2 separate regions of the Gossypium hirsutum genome follow, and region 2 is linked to region 1. A link is a contact called in public Hi-C data. All regions are on one chromosome and are shown on one strand. The core of a region is the stretch at or near the end of the contact, and the rest is flanking DNA. Distances in the headings are between cores, read along the strand shown. Region 1 holds the start of LOC107957127 (NAD(P)H-quinone oxidoreductase subunit S, chloroplastic). Region 2 holds the start of LOC121229561 (protein YIPF1 homolog).

Region 1 (4,552 bases), core at 823-3,322:
TCTTAATCCTCTGTTAATATTCAGAAAACTGGAGCTTTGGCGAGTTCACCCCAGTCAACTCTGAGTGGGTTCGTAAGCTGGTCAGCTTCAAGCAATGGCAGCCCAAATGGTCCTTCCCAAGTCCCTTCTCCACCAAAAACTCCTTTCGGTGCCCAAAATGACACTTGGGATCTCATATATGCAGCAGCTGGCCAAGTTGCAAGGCGTAAAATGAGCAATGAAGCCTCCAAATTCATCAACTTCAACCATGGAAGACTCCTTCCCAAGACACACAATCATTCCTTCATGAACAACTCGCCCTCTGGGTTGTATCCAAGTCAGAGTCTTTCTTATAATCTTGCTCCTAAAAATCAGGTAAGCCTTTTTTTTCCTTCTAAAAAGTAGGGTTTTGATTTTATTTTGATATGGGGCTTACACGGTTCCTTTTTTTTAGACTCATAGAAGGCAAATGAAAGCAAGCAACTGGAAAGAATCGCTTCAACAACAACAGCAACTGCAGCAAACCCAGTGTAGAGCAAAGAATAATGCTGTTGGGGGAAGGTCCTCTGGTACTTGCACCAGAGCTATGTTTCTTGGTGGATCTCAAAGTGTTAAAAGAGAGATTGCTGGAACTGGTGTTTTCTTACCTCGTACATATCCAAACAACACTCCTGCGCCTCAGAAGAAATCAGGTACTAAATCCTTGTTTAACCCACCATTCTTTTGAGGGCTCCTTTAAACCCTTTGAAAACAACATATTTGCTCCTCAGTTTTTGTTCTTAAAGCCATGAATTATTGAGTTTTCTTTTGCTTGGTTCTTATTTCTGTTTGAAACAGGTTGCTCAACAGTGCTAGTCCCAGCGAAGGTTGTTCAAGCTTTAAATCTGAACTTTGCTGATTCCAGCAGTCATGTTCAGCCACATCTCAAAGCTAGCTTTGGCCCAAACTATGGTGAGCCTACGGATCACACCATTTTTGCACTCCCGAAAGCTTAACTGAACCAAATTTAAGTCATTGAATCATGATTGTTCTAAATTATGCAGATGCTTTGGTTGCCAGAAGAAATATACTGTTGAACCAAACAAGGAGAAATTATAGAGCAGAAGGAGGCCTAAATCTTCCCCAGGAGTGGAGCTATTGAAACCTGGAAATTTTAGTTGAGAATACTCTTAATAGTATTTGTTTTGTTGGGAAATTTGCAGTATAGTATTAGGTTAGTAGTTGATGTTGTAGGTATATTGTATTTTGGTTAATACAAGGAAATCAAGAATGTGATAATGTAGTTTAGGAACCAATAAAAGAGCATTTAACATATCTTTTATATGCCAGTGATTCCTAACTAAGCATTAATAGTCAAAAACTGCTTCGTACCATTTCATACATTTGAGACAGAGAAATCATTTTGGATCCTTTTCTAACAAAGCTTCAAGAACAACAGACTTTGGATTCTTCATTGGAGGGCCTTTTTCTCTGCGTTCAAGCTCGTCCAGTCGAAACGTGATCAATCTATCCCAGTTTCCACCTTCGAAAAGAACCCCTGCTTTCCCATCAGTGATCCGCTGCACAATGCCGCAGTACATGTAGAAGGGGTTGTTCGGGTTCTTAACAATCGCGATCATTCCCGGCATTAACAGTGGCAACTCCGGTGATTTTGGCTTCCCAAGACTAGCAATATTTACCGAATCGGAAACTGATTGCTTCGCCGGTGGTGGGTTTTCCTCAATGAACTTTTTCAATCCCTTTTCACCACCGGGGAACCCCCCGGTTAGCCCCATCATCTCCTTTTCGAAAGCATCATCTGGAACTGAGATTGCTGTGCTGTCAGAACTTTCAACATCTGTGTTACCAACTGATGAACCTTCATCCACGTTTCTCTTTAGCTCAACTTCAATGCCTTTTTCTCCATTGCAGAGCCCCCTACCTCCCAAGATTTCAAATAGATCAAACTTGGCATAGAAGGCCTTTTTAGGCTGTTTGGCAACCGAGAAAAATGGTTTATGAAGACGATGGGTGATGGGGCTTTTTCCTAGGAAATGAGATTGAAATAGAGAACCTTGAAGGGTTGGGAGAGTGATGGAAGAAGAAGAAGCCATGGTTTGGTTCAGAGTCCAAGTGGAGAAATAGCCCTTTTCTAGATTCTAATCCTAACCACAAATGTTTTCTATTGGTTGCTGATTTTATCTTCAAACTATTCGTCCCACTGTACATGTAACATAGGATAGGAATAAGATATCCAATTCATTAACAACCGCTCATTAAAAAAAATAATTTATTAAAATTTAACTCTATTAATATGTGCATTGTTATCAATGTAAAAAAATTTAATTTTAAGTGTGTTGAAGTATATTATTTTTTCTATTTATAGGTAAAGAGAAATTATAATATTATGTCAAAAAGAACAAATATGATCAGAACCTATAATAAAATTATCTAATAAAAACAAAACTAAAGAATTTAAAATTAATAAAATGTGAATTTTATTAATAACATGAATATTAATCTTCATTTTATATATATTTTTAATGAGGTATGTGATTAACCATTTCATTATATTAAACTAGAAAGGTACTCGATTTTGCTGCAGATGTGTAATCAAATATAGGAATAATGTATCAAGAAGTTTTATGGGAATGTTACTTTGGATTCCAACAAAATTAGTTTAAGATGGTAAAATGGATGATAATCACAGGAGAATGGCGGGAGACCATAAGCGTTTATAGAGAATGCAAAATGAAGGAGAAAATCTGGAATCAATTTTAAAACAATTAAAAAAAAACTATAAATCTTTTGAACGAAAGAAGAAGTGATTTTTCTTTCTTTTTTTTTAATTATTTTATGAAAATTGGAGGTTTATGTTCACAATGTGACTTAATATAATTGGTGGTAAGGGTTAGGCTCGGAATTTGATATCTAATTCATTAACAACTGCACATTAAAAGCCAAATCTAAATAATTTAGAGTTAATATTATGGATATTTAAACGGTTAACCGAATTAATTAAACTTTTTAATCCTTCAACCGTTAATTGAATCAAAATTTTTTCAAAAAAAATTAAAAGAACTAAGATTTATATTTATATTTATTTTTTGTTAAAACAAGTATAAAACATAAAAAAAAATTAATAATATTCATTTGACCAAATTAATCGATTTAACTGAAAGGTCCCAAAAATTTGAATGTTCGTTTATTAAATTTGATCAATAAGATAAGTGTTTGTTATAGTGGTTTAGAGCCTTAACTGTGTGTTTGAGGTCAAGGGTTTAAATATCTCATTTTGAAATCTTTACTATTTATTTTGACTTAACCTTGAACTTTCGACTTAAGTTTATTTTTGCATTAACTTATGTCAAGAATGAGTCTGCTAGTTTAATGGTTAAATTTCTATATACCCTTTGGTCTTGTGTTTGAGTCTCTGCATAAAAGAGAATGTATTTTATTTATTTTTCTACTCCGAAATTAGTTATTTTAAATTAATTAAATGGTTTCCTTCTTTCCCTTTCCCTTTTTCTTTTTACATTTCTTTTTGTTTTTGTTTTTACTTCTTGTCATTTCTCTCATTTGCTTTTCATTGATTCCTCTCTGTTAAATTTTTGCTACTGTTTGTGGGGAAAATTGCATATTTCGTTATTTTTTGACTGAAAGGTTAACTGCGTAAGTTTTGTTGTTGAATTTCTGTTAACATTCGTTATCGTTCGTTGTTGTCAAATTTGGTTTTTGCTTAATTTGCTTGAATTCTCTGCTTAAGTGTTCAATTGGTATTCTTTTAGGCGAAGATCTAGAGGATAACAATTTGCCTAATGTTTTATGCCTGTGAGTTGCAGTATCGTGCAAAGGTAATTGTTGATTTTTGAGTTTGGGGTTCTTGTGTCGAAGCTTTTCGACGTAACTCGATTTTTGTGTGCTAATTTTAGCGTTTCGTTGGGAATAATTGTTTAATTAGTCATTGGATTATCGTTTGTAAGTTCTAGAGTCACTTTTGTTGCTTCTACATCGAATCTATAGTAGGTGTGTAACAAAATTCGAGTTTTCTACGAACGATGAAAGCCGGAATCCATGGCTGTCAATGCCACACGGCCATGTGCTAGGTTGTGTGGTAGGTTATGGAACTCTCTAACTTAGGTCATACAGTTGTGCGGCACGGACGTGTGTCCAAGCCGTGTGAAGGACTATTTCGATTGTGAGTCACACGGGCAAATGACACAAGCGTGTGTCTAGACTATGTAACTCTTTGACTTGAGTCACACGGGTGTGTGTCAGGTCGTGTGCTAGATTGTGTAACTCTTTGACTTGGGTCACACAACCGTGTGCCAGGCCGTGTGAGGCATTATGATAAGCCACATGGGCAGGTGCCAGGTTGACCACATGGGCCAATCATCCAGGCCGTGTGAATCCACATAGGCATATGGGCCAAAAATCAAAATTTTTCGTTAGGGCTGTAAATGTTGTTCGAATTGAACGTAGGCCTTTTGTAGGGTCCGTATTATCTGAATTAGGCTATAAAACTCATTATTTGATGATTTGTTACTGGAAAATCTGTTATTTGAACATTCATATGATGTGTACGCATATCTGA
Region 2 (4,552 bases), core at 761-3,260, 310 kb before region 1:
AAGAGTTTGATAACCTCGGCCACCACCTCCTCTTCTGCCATACGAGGCTTCACTTTCTTCATTAACAACAGCCTAGGATTCGAATAACAATTTTCAAATAATATTCTAAACTAATTTACATAAGAATGCCGATCTTGATAAATTAATTCAAAAGGAAGAAAAAAGAGAAAAAGAAAATTAAGAAGCTTACGGGAACTGAGCCGAGTAAATGACTAGTAGGATGATTCCAATACGAAGATTCATCCATTGAAAGTAAGAGATCGAACTAAGAGTTTAACAAAAAAGAGATTTAGTTTTTCTTTTGGAAAGTGGAAATTAGTTAAAAGGAGAAAAGTTCTGATGAGTTTTCCTTGCCGTAGTTTAGAAGCAACGGAGACGACGAGGGAAAGAAATACTTTGACTAAACCGTCAACTACTTATGGCTCTAACTTTCTTGGGACGCGCCATTGATAAGCGCTGCGTTTCACGCGTTTCCTCGCCTTTTTAAATTTTCCAGCTACGTTCACATGATTAGTCTTTCACTTTTGGATTATTGATGGGCCTACTTTTGGCTCCAGTTTTTTTACTTTAATTGACGGCTCATGTATTCATGGGATGGTTTGGGTTCAACCCATATGAATGAATACCTTATTTTTATTATTCTAACAATATTAAATAAAATTTTATTATTAAAATAGTATTTCCAATTCCTATCTTTCAAATAAAAATACTTGTATTCTATTAACTACTTTATTCATAATTTTTTTTAAAAATTTTAAATTGAAAAAATGTGCGCTTAAATGCCATTAAATCTATGTTCTCTTGATTGTTACAGTTAAACTGATGTTAACTAAGTTATAACTCAATTAATTTATCTTCGTTTATGTTAAATGATTGAATGCATGCAATTAAAATTTATACAAAAAATTGAATGCATACGTATAATTTTTAATATCCTTAATTGGAATTTACATTTTGAACAATGCCAATAATATTCAAACTCAAAATCATGGAGTTGAATTGATTTCTTTTGAAGTACTTAGATTTAATATCTTTAGAAGAACATGAATTACTTGAAATGACATATAAATTTGGACTTCTCTTTTTCTTCCAGATTCATTAGCAATAGGCCAGGCAATCGGATTTATACAACCAACATTGCTTTCTGGGGTCGCCCATGCAGCACCAACAATTAACTTGAGGGCTACATTCAAGGTGCAACAGACATGGTCCAAGGTTAATGTTCGCATTAAGCAATCTCTTACCTGTTTTTACATAAAATAAAATAAAATAAAATTAAAATGGTATTTAATATTTGATATATTCACAGCATATTTTTTTATTTTACAAAAAAATTTTAAAAAATTATCACAAGTCTCTTTTATATATATATATAAATATTTTACTATATTCTTACAGGAGACTTATCAATTTCTTGACTCTGCTTATGAAATTAAAAACTCTACTGATAGTATATCAAAATTTTAAAAATTACTATCTTTAATAAATTTAAAAAATTAAGTATTAATTATTAATTATTAAAAACATTTAGTTTATTCCTTAAAAGAAATATTTAGTTTATAAATTTACTTTTATATCATAATAATATATTCAAAATAATTTTGGATAAAACTTTAAAAAAATAATTTTCTTTCTTAGTTAAAACATATAAATTTAAATAAATCTATCTAAATATATTTTATCCTATGTACTTATTAACTCCATTCAACAAACCATGATTTTCGAATTTTATATTAAATAAAAATTTATTTAATACTTAAACACTTAAAGAAAATTAAATTACAACTTTTCTCCAATACATTATTAAATGCGCTGAAATTTTAAATAAATAATGGAAATGATTAATTTGGGACTTACCTTCTGCAACCAATACAGTGAAAGCCAAAGCAAATAAAACAAGAGCAAAATGAGCAGCCACGAACTTGAAATTTCTCATGATATAAAATATTAATAAAGAGTTTCGTTTTGAATCTAGGATTGCAACAACTCGAAAGATTGATAGGTTCATATAGGAATTCATTGTTAACAGCATCCCCTCAATTTCTGTATGTAAATATCGTGTGTTTAAAAATATAGTTGTGTTATTATAATAATTTGTAGGTTGTAAGTTTAAGTGTTATCAATTTCATAATAACTTTTTATTTTAAAGGTTTAGAGATTATGAGTAGTTCAAAAATTTTATAAAAAAATATTATATAATAACATAAGAATTGGGGATGATTTATTATTATGGTTCACACATGTGTTGTGCGGAGAGCCATTGAAGTTGGTGGTTTTTGGGGGTCTCATTCAAATAGATTTTTGAGAGAGATTAGGTAAAATATTGTCACGTATCTTTTTTCTCTTGTGATGGAGAGAGATTTTATAAAGGAAGAATTTTGGTATGGATCCCAATAAAATAATATTTGGTGATTACGAGTTTGAGTGCTTCATTAGAATGTGATGGGGTTATTCACATTCTAATGAAGCTTTGATGTCCATACAACCACCTTATATATTAGCATATCATTTTAGTGGGACTCACATAAAAACTCTTTATAAAAGTTCTCTCTATCAAAAAAAAAAAAAGGTTCCAAGATATATGCCAAAGCATTCATAATCTCTCCAAGCTCACGAGACCCCTCAAAATCACTAACTTAAGTGGCTTTTCACACCAAATGTGGTATGAACCACCATTACAAATACTCTCAATTTTGTGTAATAATAGTTGGCGTCATATGTGGGAACTAAGCAAAAGATCATGTCTCTTCTATGAGTAAGAATCCATGGCTTAATTCCCTCAAGCTCTTTTATCTTTCTCTATTTATGCATCTCTTGAAGCTTTTAGTAGTGTGGGGTCTTTTGAAGTTGTTGTCTAATTTGGGTTTCTTGAAGCTTTTAACTTATGGTGGCAATGCAGATATTTCCTTCAAATACATAAAAAAGTACTTCTTATACTCCCAAGAGAGGGTTAACATGGGGCTAATAGGAAGCCTTTTTCCAACACCCAAGGGTTACTCGGTTGCATACTATGGGGCCCTTCACCAGCATGCTAGGGGAGCCATTTGCTAGCACACCAAAAGGGCTACTCCAGTACACATAGGCAGGTCCTATGTTAACACACTAGGGGATACCTTGCTCGCACATTAGGAAGCCCTTGGTTGGAGGAGGCCCTTCATTTAAAAGGGAACTCTCATGGCTCGGAAGGGATAGGCACTAACTATGACATTTGTATATACGTTCAAGTTTGAAAAAAAAAAATTCAAAAACCACAACTCTAAAACTCTCAAAATTTATATAAGATAATTACTCTTATAGTTAAAAAATTATTATGAGAAATAACTTTTACGAATTCCTATTTTAGTACTTTATTAACAATTTTACAATATTGAAATATAAAAACAAATGTCCTAATTTTTAGTTAATTAAAGCTTTTGATTGTGTACACATTAAAAAAATAAAGCTTTTGATTGGGTTACAAGTCAAGTGTGATAAACTCAATTAAAGAAATAGACAAAAAACAAAATTTTAAAACTATGCCTATCTATACTATATATAAAGTTTTTAATTGCATGGGTTCTAAGCCAAGTGACACCAACACTACAAGTGTCATGCCTCAAAATATAGGGGGTTAATTGAAATAAATAACTAAGAAGTTGAATAGGCTTGATGGTTAAATGGTTAGTGGATTTCTTAGAGATTCTAGGTCCAAACCACTCTTCTCTCATTTCTTTTCTTTTTAATTTCAGCACACTAGGACAAAACCACACCAAAATAAATACTATTTGGAGTAGAAATTAAACAAGAAATAGACCTTGTCCTAATAGTAACACACTTGTTTTTGCCCCTTACATAACAATGTTTGAGCCACCCAAGTCCCTTTCATTTTATTTTCGACAGACTAGGGGAAATTACCATGCAACCCCTCAAGATTTGAAAACCCTAGCTATTTAGTCCAATTTTCTCAATTAGACAAGGATTTTTTTCTTTTTAAACCCCGATCAAAATTCTATTTCTCTCCCCATTTCTTCTCATCTTTTTTTTTCTATTCTATTTTTACATCAAAATTTTTTCTTACCATTGTTGAAATTATTTTTGTTTCCCGAATTAAAATCTATTCCAAATTCAATTTGTTTTTCAACTGAATTCGCAATTTTCATTAGAAACATTCCTCATCTTTGCCAAGAATTGGTATGTAACACCCCGAACTCGGCCTAGACATTATGGCCGAATCTGGAAGTGTTACGAAGAAGAGTTTTGAAATCAATCTTATTATGTTAAATTTCTTGTGTTTAATTGTTACTAAAAAGAATCCACATTATCAAACATTTTATTATTTTCGTTAAGGAAAACATTGTTAATTTGCTTTTCCAGAGAACTTATTTTGCAGCGGAAGTTTGATATAGTTAAAGTTGAAAACCGAGTTTATGTTTTCAGAAAAATATTTGTTTGCTTAAAACCGTGGTTTTGCCAAACATGGCAGTATAAAAGTCAAAAACACATCCAAAACCAAAATTAAAACAAACAGTCCAGAGAGTTCCAAAATTACAAAAATCTCAAAAAATAATCCAAG

The links. A called contact is a pair of places that touch in the nucleus more often than the background predicts.
Region 2: a Hi-C map of leaf shows a contact between it and region 1, with 1.8 times the contacts expected there. The contact joins the promoter of LOC121229561 here to the promoter of LOC107957127 in region 1. A contact is called at or near these places in 5 of 34 Hi-C or Micro-C datasets (all in leaf).

What each region holds. Positions count from the first base shown.
Region 1 is chrA05:95,985,091-95,989,642 of Gossypium_hirsutum_v2.1, reverse strand. It overlaps LOC107957127 (NAD(P)H-quinone oxidoreductase subunit S, chloroplastic), which reads right to left and starts at 2,072. Exons shown (of 1, transcript XM_016892565.2): 1 at 1,263-2,072. The coding sequence starts at 2,072. The coding sequence ends at 1,377. It overlaps LOC107957126, which reads left to right. Exons shown (of 5, transcript XM_016892564.2): 2 at 25-354; 3 at 434-671; 4 at 817-930; 5 at 1,023-1,300. The coding sequence ends at 1,120.
Region 2 is chrA05:96,298,541-96,303,092 of Gossypium_hirsutum_v2.1, reverse strand. LOC121229561 (protein YIPF1 homolog) reads right to left here and starts at 2,010. Exons shown (of 6, transcript XM_041114166.1): 1 at 1,858-2,010; 2 at 191-1,244; 3 at 1-72. The coding sequence starts at 247. LOC121229562 (a long non-coding RNA gene) reads left to right here and starts at 2,167. Exons shown (of 2, transcript XR_005927317.1): 1 at 2,167-2,755; 2 at 2,900-3,249.